Linked DNA regions of Mus musculus: region 2 is linked to region 1. A link is a contact called in public HiChIP or PLAC-seq data. All regions are on one chromosome and are shown on one strand. The core of a region is the stretch at or near the end of the contact, and the rest is flanking DNA. Distances in the headings are between cores, read along the strand shown. Region 1 overlaps Mtfr1 (mitochondrial fission regulator 1). Region 2 has its middle 48 kb from the start of Gm42190.

Region 1 (4,035 bases), core at 1,422-3,921:
GGGTTCCATGCCGTGTACCTCTGTGTTTTACAGTAGACATCAGCAATGCTGTAGCATTGATTAAACATGCCGTCCATGATTCATTTACTAAGCCAGTACTCAGTGCCCAGGGCTTTTACATTCAGACCACTCCTCACAGAGGAGAGACTGAGCTTCCTGGCTTGGCCGCCTTGCCTAGTTACCTGAGGCAGAGGGCGGGGCGTCGAGAGCCCCGCCTCTTCCTAGTGTATTTTGGTACTTCTAAAAGAAAGGGAAGAACCCCTGATGAATACCTTAACTCACTTAATACTCATCGACTCAGGAAACAAGAGTATCTGTTTTATAGTGAGAAAGTAGGAGTGTAAGGGATATGATTTGTTTATAGACAGTAAATTGGCAGATCCTGCTTTTAAAGCCAAGGCTTCATGCTGCTGTAGGCTATGCTGTATCTGGCTTTTCACTGCCTTCCACCTGGCTTCCTTTTTTTCTTTAAACAGTGCCTCACTCTATATAAGTCCCGATGTCTTGGAACTGTGTAGACTGGACTAGCCTACAGTTTACAGGGGTCTACCTCTTGACTGGGGTTAAGAGGTGTGGGCCATAGTGCCTGGCCCACCTTTTTTTTTTTTTTTGGTAATATCTTATTTTGTGTGTATGGATTTTTTCCCTGAATATATGTGTCTGTACATGTATCACTTTGTGCTTGGTGCCAAGGAGACCAGAAGAGGGAAGCAGATCCCTTGGGACTGGAGTTAGAGACCATTGTTTGTGGGGCTGCATGTGCGGGAGGGGAATTAAACCCAGGTCCCCTGGAAGAATAGCTAGTACTGTTAACTGCTGAGCCATCTTTCTACTCCTTCAACAAGTACACTTAAATTAGAGGAAAAGACAGACCCAGTCGGCTCTCTTCGTCCATAGTGTGGTCTCTGGTATTGCACTCAGGTCACAGACTGAGCCATCTCACCAGCCACACTTCCAACATTTGTTTGTACTTAAAACATCTTTATGATGTTTGAATTCTTTCTCCATCTTATGTATTTATCCTTAAGGAAGAATTTCAAAATTTATGTTTATCATTAGACTTTTTCTGAGACAGTCTTTTTTTTTTTTTTTTTTTTTTTTAAAGATTTATTTATTGATTATATGTAAGTACACTGTAGCTGTCTTCAGACACTCCAGAAGAGGGCATCAGATTTCATTAGGGATGGTTGTGAGCCACCATGTGGTTGCTGGGATTTGAACTCTGGACCTTCGGAAGAGCAATCGGGTGCTCTTACCCACTGAGCCATCTCACCAGCCCCTGAGACAGTCTTATATGTAGCCCACACTGGACATGAACTCAAGATTCCCCTGTCTCAGTCTCCAGAGTGACGGTGTTAGAACATGACTGCAACTGGTCCCAGCAATTTATATTTGAAAAGTTACAGGCAACATGGGAATTGTATTAGCAATCTATTCATACACCTCAATTATTCCTATGTTACCAGTTTGTGCTTTGGAGGAAGTGTATAAACGAGAGAAATTACTCTTTGGTTAGGGATTCTACTATTGTATGTGGGCTGTGTATCTGGGTGGTTGCATGTTGTTAAATTTTTCTTGGCTCCTTTGGAATTAGGAATTTGTGTTTGTCCACTCTCCTTAAACACTGTGATTAATGGTTTGTATTTTCCCATCTCCCCCAGTGTTGCATGCACATGTTAATTTACAAAGAATTTCAGGGATATGAGACTGAAACTATATCATGTAGATTGAAGAAAATATTAGAATGAAGCTTATTGTTTGACTTTTTTTCAAATAATATAGTTTCTAATGGATTCCTATATTGAGCAGGGACAGACGACAGCTTCACACGTCAACACTTCTACAATAGCATTTCACAACATGAAAGAGAACAAATTGCTTTTCTCTTGTCTTTCCTTGCTGTCATCACTTTCAAACCCTGTTACTAAATGTTGTAGACTGTCATTCCTAGACACAGGCATGCACAAATACGCAGACATTGTTGATTATTTATAAGCAGTTTTTGTAGATAAAGCAGTGAATTGTCTTATTAATTAGGTCAAATGTTCTAGCAATGACAGTTTTCTTTCTGACTACCCTTTCATCTGAGGAAAATTGATAGCAGTTTCTCTTTAGAGAGTCTGCCCTTCTCCAAACTAGTATACTGGAAAGCACAGTTCAGCCATGAGTCAGGGTCGGAGGCACACTCAGGTCACGCAGCCTCCCCGGGCACAGACGGTGACTTTTCAGTACCATCTGTTCACTGTTTCTTCTGAGCCATTTACAATTTCTTCCCACTGTGAGTGCTGTATTTAAAAGGGGGTGGTGGTGGGGAGACAGAATCAAGTATCAGGACCTCACGTTAGACTTCCTGGAAGTTAGCTGTTGTTTCCTCTTATTTCTTACCATCTAATGGAGGCTGTGATGCTTCTTTTTAAATAGTCCAGTCGTTGTTACATACTCCCCTGCTTTGTATTATTGTTTTCATACTAAGTACTGGGCAGTTAGTTCAAAAGGATCAGAAGAGCAACATTATGTTAGTTTACTGAGTATGTTTAAAAATGTGATGACACAAAGCAGTCTGTTCTAACTTTGTAGGCAAGGCCTAAACAGTTTACTTAGTCCTTATAATTAAAAGCTGAATCACTGGCCACTTCCCTTCCTGAAGGCACCTGGCATTCTTTCCTGCTGATGTTAAACAGATGGGAAGACTAGTGAGGGTTGCTGGAAGCTGGCAGAAGCATTGGCCCTGACCTGGGCTGGTCCTTTTCAAGGTTTTCTTTACGATCTTTCTTCCTCCTTGGGCAGGACTTTGTTTCCTAGAGAGGTGGAGGGTCACTGCAGACTAGGTAATTGGTACAAATAGCATTCCGAGTTTCCTACATCACAGTAGAGCTTTGGCTTGTGACTAAATGGGAGATTGGAAAAGAAATGACTGAGTGCTGTAGTTACGATTGCCTTCTGGGTTTTATTTTAAAGATCAAGACCTATTAAAATGTATAAGGTAAAAAGCTTAAAGATTGTGTTCTATAATGACTTTTTCATATTCTTTCTTGGCTGCTGATTCTTTTTTGTTGCTCTGAACTGTGAGAACCATTTTTCTGCTGGAAGTTCTTCCTTGTCCTCATGTAATGAGGACTGCTGATAGTCCTCTATATCATTGTTGGTGCTATTCATATTTTCTGTAAACTAGGGTAACTTTGCCTTATAAATTCTTTGTATAACTTCATTCACATTTTAATATTTAATCTGTCTTCTGTCCCAAATTTCCAAAATTGTGCTGTCAGTTTATTTACTTACAAAGATTTTTTTTCTTTGTAAGAAGAAAAACAACAAGAAAGGGTTTTGTTGGCTGTCATAGAATTTTCTGGAATTCTTCCAGATAAAGTCAGTAAAACCAGGACCATAGATGATAGACAAACTTTTAAAAGGTTGAGGTGGCCTGAGGTGGGGTGGGCACCATATGTACCCCCACAAACTTCACTCTGACTACATATATAATAGTATTCTAAATTGGATTTAGTTACTGAATTTGAGAATTTAAAGCTATTTCTATGAGTGTTTCATATACTGTGTGCTTTGAGAATGGTATATGGTCTAGTTTTGGTAAGTGTTATATCTACCACAAGAAATGGGAACTAACTGTTGGTCATAAAGTTTCCATTAGGTTAATTAGTATTCATAATTACATTAATATAGTAGCATAATTTCATTCTTTAAGTTAGAATTTGGCTGACCTTAAACAGGGAACTAAATGTCCATTTTTATCTGATTGGTGTTTGTTTAGTACTAAGAGATAATTACGAAAGTTTGAATTATGATTTTTTTTCTTTTAAAGCTGCTCTTTACCTCTCTGGCTAGGCTTTCAGATGTAGTACTCAACATGGGTAGAGTTTTCTGGGTTAGAAGGGTAAGATTGCAGCTGAAATCTCCAGTAACTTAACTAACTGTTATGGCTGGAGTTATGTGGTGAGCTTTTAGGAATCCTCTAGTGCCCTGTGTATTATCTCACGCGGGGGTGGGGGCGGGGTGGGGGTGATTCTCAGTGTGGCAGCT
Region 2 (4,540 bases), core at 390-2,889, 700 kb after region 1:
TTGGGGAGCTAATTTTCACTCTATTGATATCTACATCAATGTGTAAAGGGCTTGAGAAGACCTGCAAAGAAAATTCGGGGTGAATGCAGTTATGTTAGCACACTGGTGCCAGTGGAAAGTGGAGTGGGAAAAGGGGGTGTATGGAGTGAGTTTGGAAGCAGTTTATTTCATGTGTGTGGGTGTCTCCTCTGCCTGTATGTCTGTCTGTGCAGCACGTGTGTGCCTGGAGAAGACTCGAGGGCACTGAATTGCCTGGAACTGACATTGCAGAGGGTTGTGAGCCTCCTTGTGGGTTCTGGGAATCAAAGCCAAGTTCTCTGGAATAAGAGCCATCTTAAGCACTGAGCCATCCCTCTAGCCCCTGGGAACAGTTTTAGTTAGGAAGTGCAGTGCATTGGGTCACAGAGAAAGTGTTCCTGGCTGGGGCCTCAGGAGAGTACTCCAGAAGAGGCAGGAGAGAACATATGTATTAAGAAGAGAGCGGAAGAGAAGGAAAGTGGATCCCAAGCAAGGAAATGTCTAGGGCAAAATTCACGGTGTGGAAGGGAGGAAGGTAGTGAAGAGAGGAGAAAAGAGACACTGTTAATTTTTTAGGAGCTAAACCCCAGAGATGAAGCAAGATAAGGAGCCAAGCAGGCAGGGCTGGGTCTGAAGTTTATTTGCCGTGGAAAGAAGCTTTAAAGAAGTGGGGTCATAGGGAAAATGCCCCTGACCACACTGGGGAAGAGAGCTAACAAGGATGCAGCTGAGAAACCAATTTGGTAACTAGTAAACATCTGGATGAGAAATGACAGTGAAAGCAGAATGGCAAAGACCGAGAGGTAAGTGGAGCGCTATCCGGGGTCTTAGTATGTGAGACCATAAAGGGTAAGGGAGAAGGAAGGGGGCCTGAAGGCAGCCCGGGAGCAAAGCCCCATGTGTAAGGCTTGGGCAGAGTGGGAAATGAGCAGGAGAAGGAAGAGACAATCCAGGTGAGCAGGGAGTATTGGAGCCCAAAGAAACATCCCCTGCCTACTGGAAGAGTAGCTCTTAACTGATGAGCCATCTCTCCATTCCCCCACTTAAACCTATGCCTTATGTCAGACCCCCTTCCTGGTGCAGCCACATTGAATAAATTTCTCTCTGCCTTTGCTTTTTTGGCCCCTTGACTGGCCTATTGAGGACAAGTGACTGAGCCTAATTATTAAAACTGCCAGAGCTCCAATACCAAAGTAAAATCCAGCCTGGAAGCTATGACTCGATTGCCAGGGCCAGAAGTGTACTAGAAACACACTTCTAGAAAAATTTGTGTGAAGGAAACAGTCCACAAATGTAGACCAGGGCTAGAACCAAAGGATGAGCAAGCCTGAGGGCTTCAGACATGAATCTCTTAATAGGATAGAGGATAGTGAGGAGGGAGCTGAGGAAATCAATCCAGGTGAACATTGCAGAACGCAAGAGAGGGCCAGGCAGAACCCTCAGATAAGAGGTAGAAGTGACTTAATTATCCTTAGAACTTAAAATAACATGAAAGGATGGGCAGAGGCAGGCATGTCGCCAGCACTGATTTCAGATATCTTTCTTCCTTTGTTTCTCAGTTGGTCCTTAGTTTAATGCAGGGTGGGCTCCTGTAGCAAGTAGGTAGCCACTAGGTGTCAGCCTTGCGTTATGTTTTGTCTTGACCTCAGGAAGACAGAGTAACTGAGGTACCGAGTTTTCCTCCCCTTACCTTTTCCCTCCCTGGATGTTTAAATTCCAGATTTGAATTTTGGAATGGTGGGGAGGAGGCTATGGAGTCAAGTATTTGCTGACTCACCACTAAGGCAAGACCCTCTCTACAGGCTGGTTCTGTGTCAATTGACACAGGCTGACTCACCACTAAGGCAAGACCCTCTCTACAGGCTGATTCTGTGTCAATTGACACAGGCTGGAGTTATCACAGAGAAAGGAGCTTCAGTTGGAGAAATGCCTCCATGAGATCCAGCTGTGGGGCATTTTCTCAATTAGTGATCAAGGGTGGGAGGGCCCATTGTGGGTGATGCCATCCCTGGGCTGGTAGTATCGGGTTCTGTAAGAGCAGGCTGAGCAAGCCAGAGGAAGCAAGCCAGTAAGAAACATCCTTCCATGGCCTCTGCATCAGCTCCTGCTTCTTGACCTGCTTGAGTTCCAGTCCTGACTTCCTTGGTGATGAACAGCAGTATGGAAGTGTAAGCTGAATAAACCCTTTCCTCCCCAACTTGCTTCTTGGTCATGATGTTTGTGCAGGAATAGAAACCCTGACTTAGCCGGGCAGTGGTGGCACATGCCTTTAATCCCAGCACTTGGGAGGCAGAGGCAGGTGGATTTCTGAGTTCGAGGCCAGCCTAGTCTACAAAGTGAGTTCCAGGACAGCCAGGGCTATACAGAGAAACCGTGTCTCCAGAGGGTGTGGGGGGGAGGAAGAAAGAAAGAAAGAAAGAAAGAAAGAAGGAAAGAAAGAAAGAAAGAAAGAAAGAAAGAAAGAAAGAAAGAAAGAAAGAAAGAAAGAAAGAAAGAAAGGAAACCCTGGCTAAGACAAGTTGGTACCAGGGACTGGGGTATTGCTGTGATAAGCCTAACCATGCTTTTATTTGAAAGAATGTGGATTTGGGGACTTTGGATTTGGAACTCAGTGGAATGCTTTAAATGAGGCTTAATGGGTCATCCTAGTAGGAATATGGAAGACTTTGTTGTTGGGAGTAATTTGAACTGTGTTGACCTGGCCCAAGAGATTTCAAAGGATAATAATTTCAGAATGTGGCATAAAGACTGTTTTTGTGGTGTTTTGGTGAAGAATGTGGCTACTTTTTTTACCTTGTCTGAAAAGTCTGCCCAAGGCTAAGGTGAAGAGACTCAGATTAATTGCATTGACAAAGGAAGTTTCAAAAAAAGCCCAGCAAAGACTTTGTTCTCTGGTTAAGTCTTATGAAGAGAAGTTTGAACAGCATAGCAAGCTTAGAAAGGAAAAATATACAATTTCGAGTATTAAAGGGGTACCAGGAAGTGAAATGGAGCAAAATCCTGTGTTCTAGGAGATAACAGATTAAGGGAGTGGGACCTTGGGGCAAGATCCTACCCAGCTAAATTTAGATTCTGGCTTGTTGGTACACACCTTTAATCCCAGGAGACAGCCATGCAGATCTCTGTGTTCAAGGTCAATCTACAGAACAAGATCCAGGACAGCGAAGCTTAGGCAGTGAAGGATTTGGAAAACATAAAGCCAGTGATAATGTAATAGTACAAGGGGATCATGTTCTATGTCCTGCAAACAGCAGAACTTGGCAGCTTCAGCCATGTGGCTCTGGTTCTAGAGTTAAGAATGGAAGGAACTACTGGGACAATTGATGCTGGTTAGTTGGAGCTAAGAAATTAGCAGTGATTAAGAAGAGACCAGCATCACTGAGGTGAAATCTTCTGGGAATTGACCAGCTCACACAGCCTGAGGCTTTCATAGAGGATAGAGGGGTGGGATGGGAGTAGTTGACCTTGGGAGGCCTGTGGTCTGGGTGCTACTAGTGGCGCAAGTGCAGTGTCAGTTTGAATGTAAATTCCTTGAAGATGTGGGAAAATTACATAGAATGTTCCAGGGTGAGTTGAGAGTCACATGGTTCAGTCAAAACTCCTGACCTGTGAGGGCTGGAGTCTCACAATCCAGGGCCCCATGTGGGTGGACCTTCAGCGTGCTCCTCATAGCTGCCTGCAGGCCTTGACCAAGTAGAGCTTGATAAATAACCTCATTTTGAGTTTTTACATAAGCTTAAGTTTTACTTTCTGCCACTGACATGTAGGCAAAGTGTGGAAAAGAGAAAACAAGACATGTGTGAGGCAGGCTGATGAAAATACCTGCCTCTCCCTGAGACACTGTTGATACAGAACTCCAACTGTGGCAGAGGGTTGAGTGAATGATATTTAACACTATTTATCCTTTCACTTTTAACTACAGTGTTCTTCAAAACTGAAAGCACACGTATGCTATTTGAAGAACATTTTTAAAATATTTATTTCTTAATAAAATATAATAAAAATAATAATAAACATAAATAATAAAATTAATAACAGATGGGCTGGTGAGATGGTTCAGTGGGTAAGAGCACCGACTGCTCTTCCAAAGGTACTGAGTTCAAATCCCAGCAACCACATGGTGGCTCACAACCTCCCATAATGAGATCTGATACCCTCTTCTGGTGTGTTTGAAGACAGCTACAGTGAACTTATACTAATAAATAAATCTTTGGCCTGAGCAAGTGGGGTTGACTAGAGCAGCCAGAGGTCCTAAGTTCAATTCCCAACAATCACATGAAGGCTCACAACCAGCTGTACAACTAAAGTGTGTACTCATATACATAAAATAAATCTTTAAAAAAAATAATAACAGAAGTTCTCAGCTCAAACCATCTTAATCCTTGACAGACTCCTTTTTCCTTAAAGTTCACTACAGCTGTAGCATGTCCCCAGGGTGTGACAAAGAAACTGATTTTCTTCTTGGAATGAGGAAAGCTATAAATAGAAAGGCAGAGAAGGAAAAGGCAGGCCACACATGCTC

The links. HiChIP or PLAC-seq counts read pairs in DNA pulled down with a chosen protein or histone mark.
Region 2: a contact with region 1 is called in a FOXA1 HiChIP or PLAC-seq map of pancreatic cancer cells. The contact joins two enhancer-like sites. A contact is called at or near these places in 6 of 39 promoter capture datasets (the 3T3-L1 cell line, the C10 cell line, liver and 1 more), 1 of 15 datasets of contacts at CTCF or cohesin (pro-B cells), 1 of 484 Hi-C or Micro-C datasets (B cells), 1 of 115 datasets of contacts at active chromatin or transcription factors (pancreatic cancer cells) and 1 of 9 other capture datasets (embryonic stem cells).

What each region holds. Positions count from the first base shown.
Region 1 is chr3:19,201,655-19,205,689 of GRCm38.p6, forward strand. All of the region lies in intron 2 of Mtfr1 (mitochondrial fission regulator 1), which reads left to right. Among named protein-coding and RNA genes, the nearest start is that of Mtfr1, 16 kb to the left of the region's middle. Within about 2 kb of position 2,672, at least 40 of the 459 cell types and tissues checked have an H3K27ac peak or open chromatin away from gene starts, as enhancers often do. A contact at or near this core is called in pancreatic cancer cells, where this site is marked.
Region 2 is chr3:19,903,257-19,907,796 of GRCm38.p6, forward strand. No RefSeq gene overlaps it. Among named protein-coding and RNA genes, the nearest start is that of Gm42190, 48 kb to the right of the region's middle. Within about 2 kb of position 1,640, at least 18 of the 459 cell types and tissues checked have an H3K27ac peak or open chromatin away from gene starts, as enhancers often do. A contact at or near this core is called in pancreatic cancer cells, where this site is marked.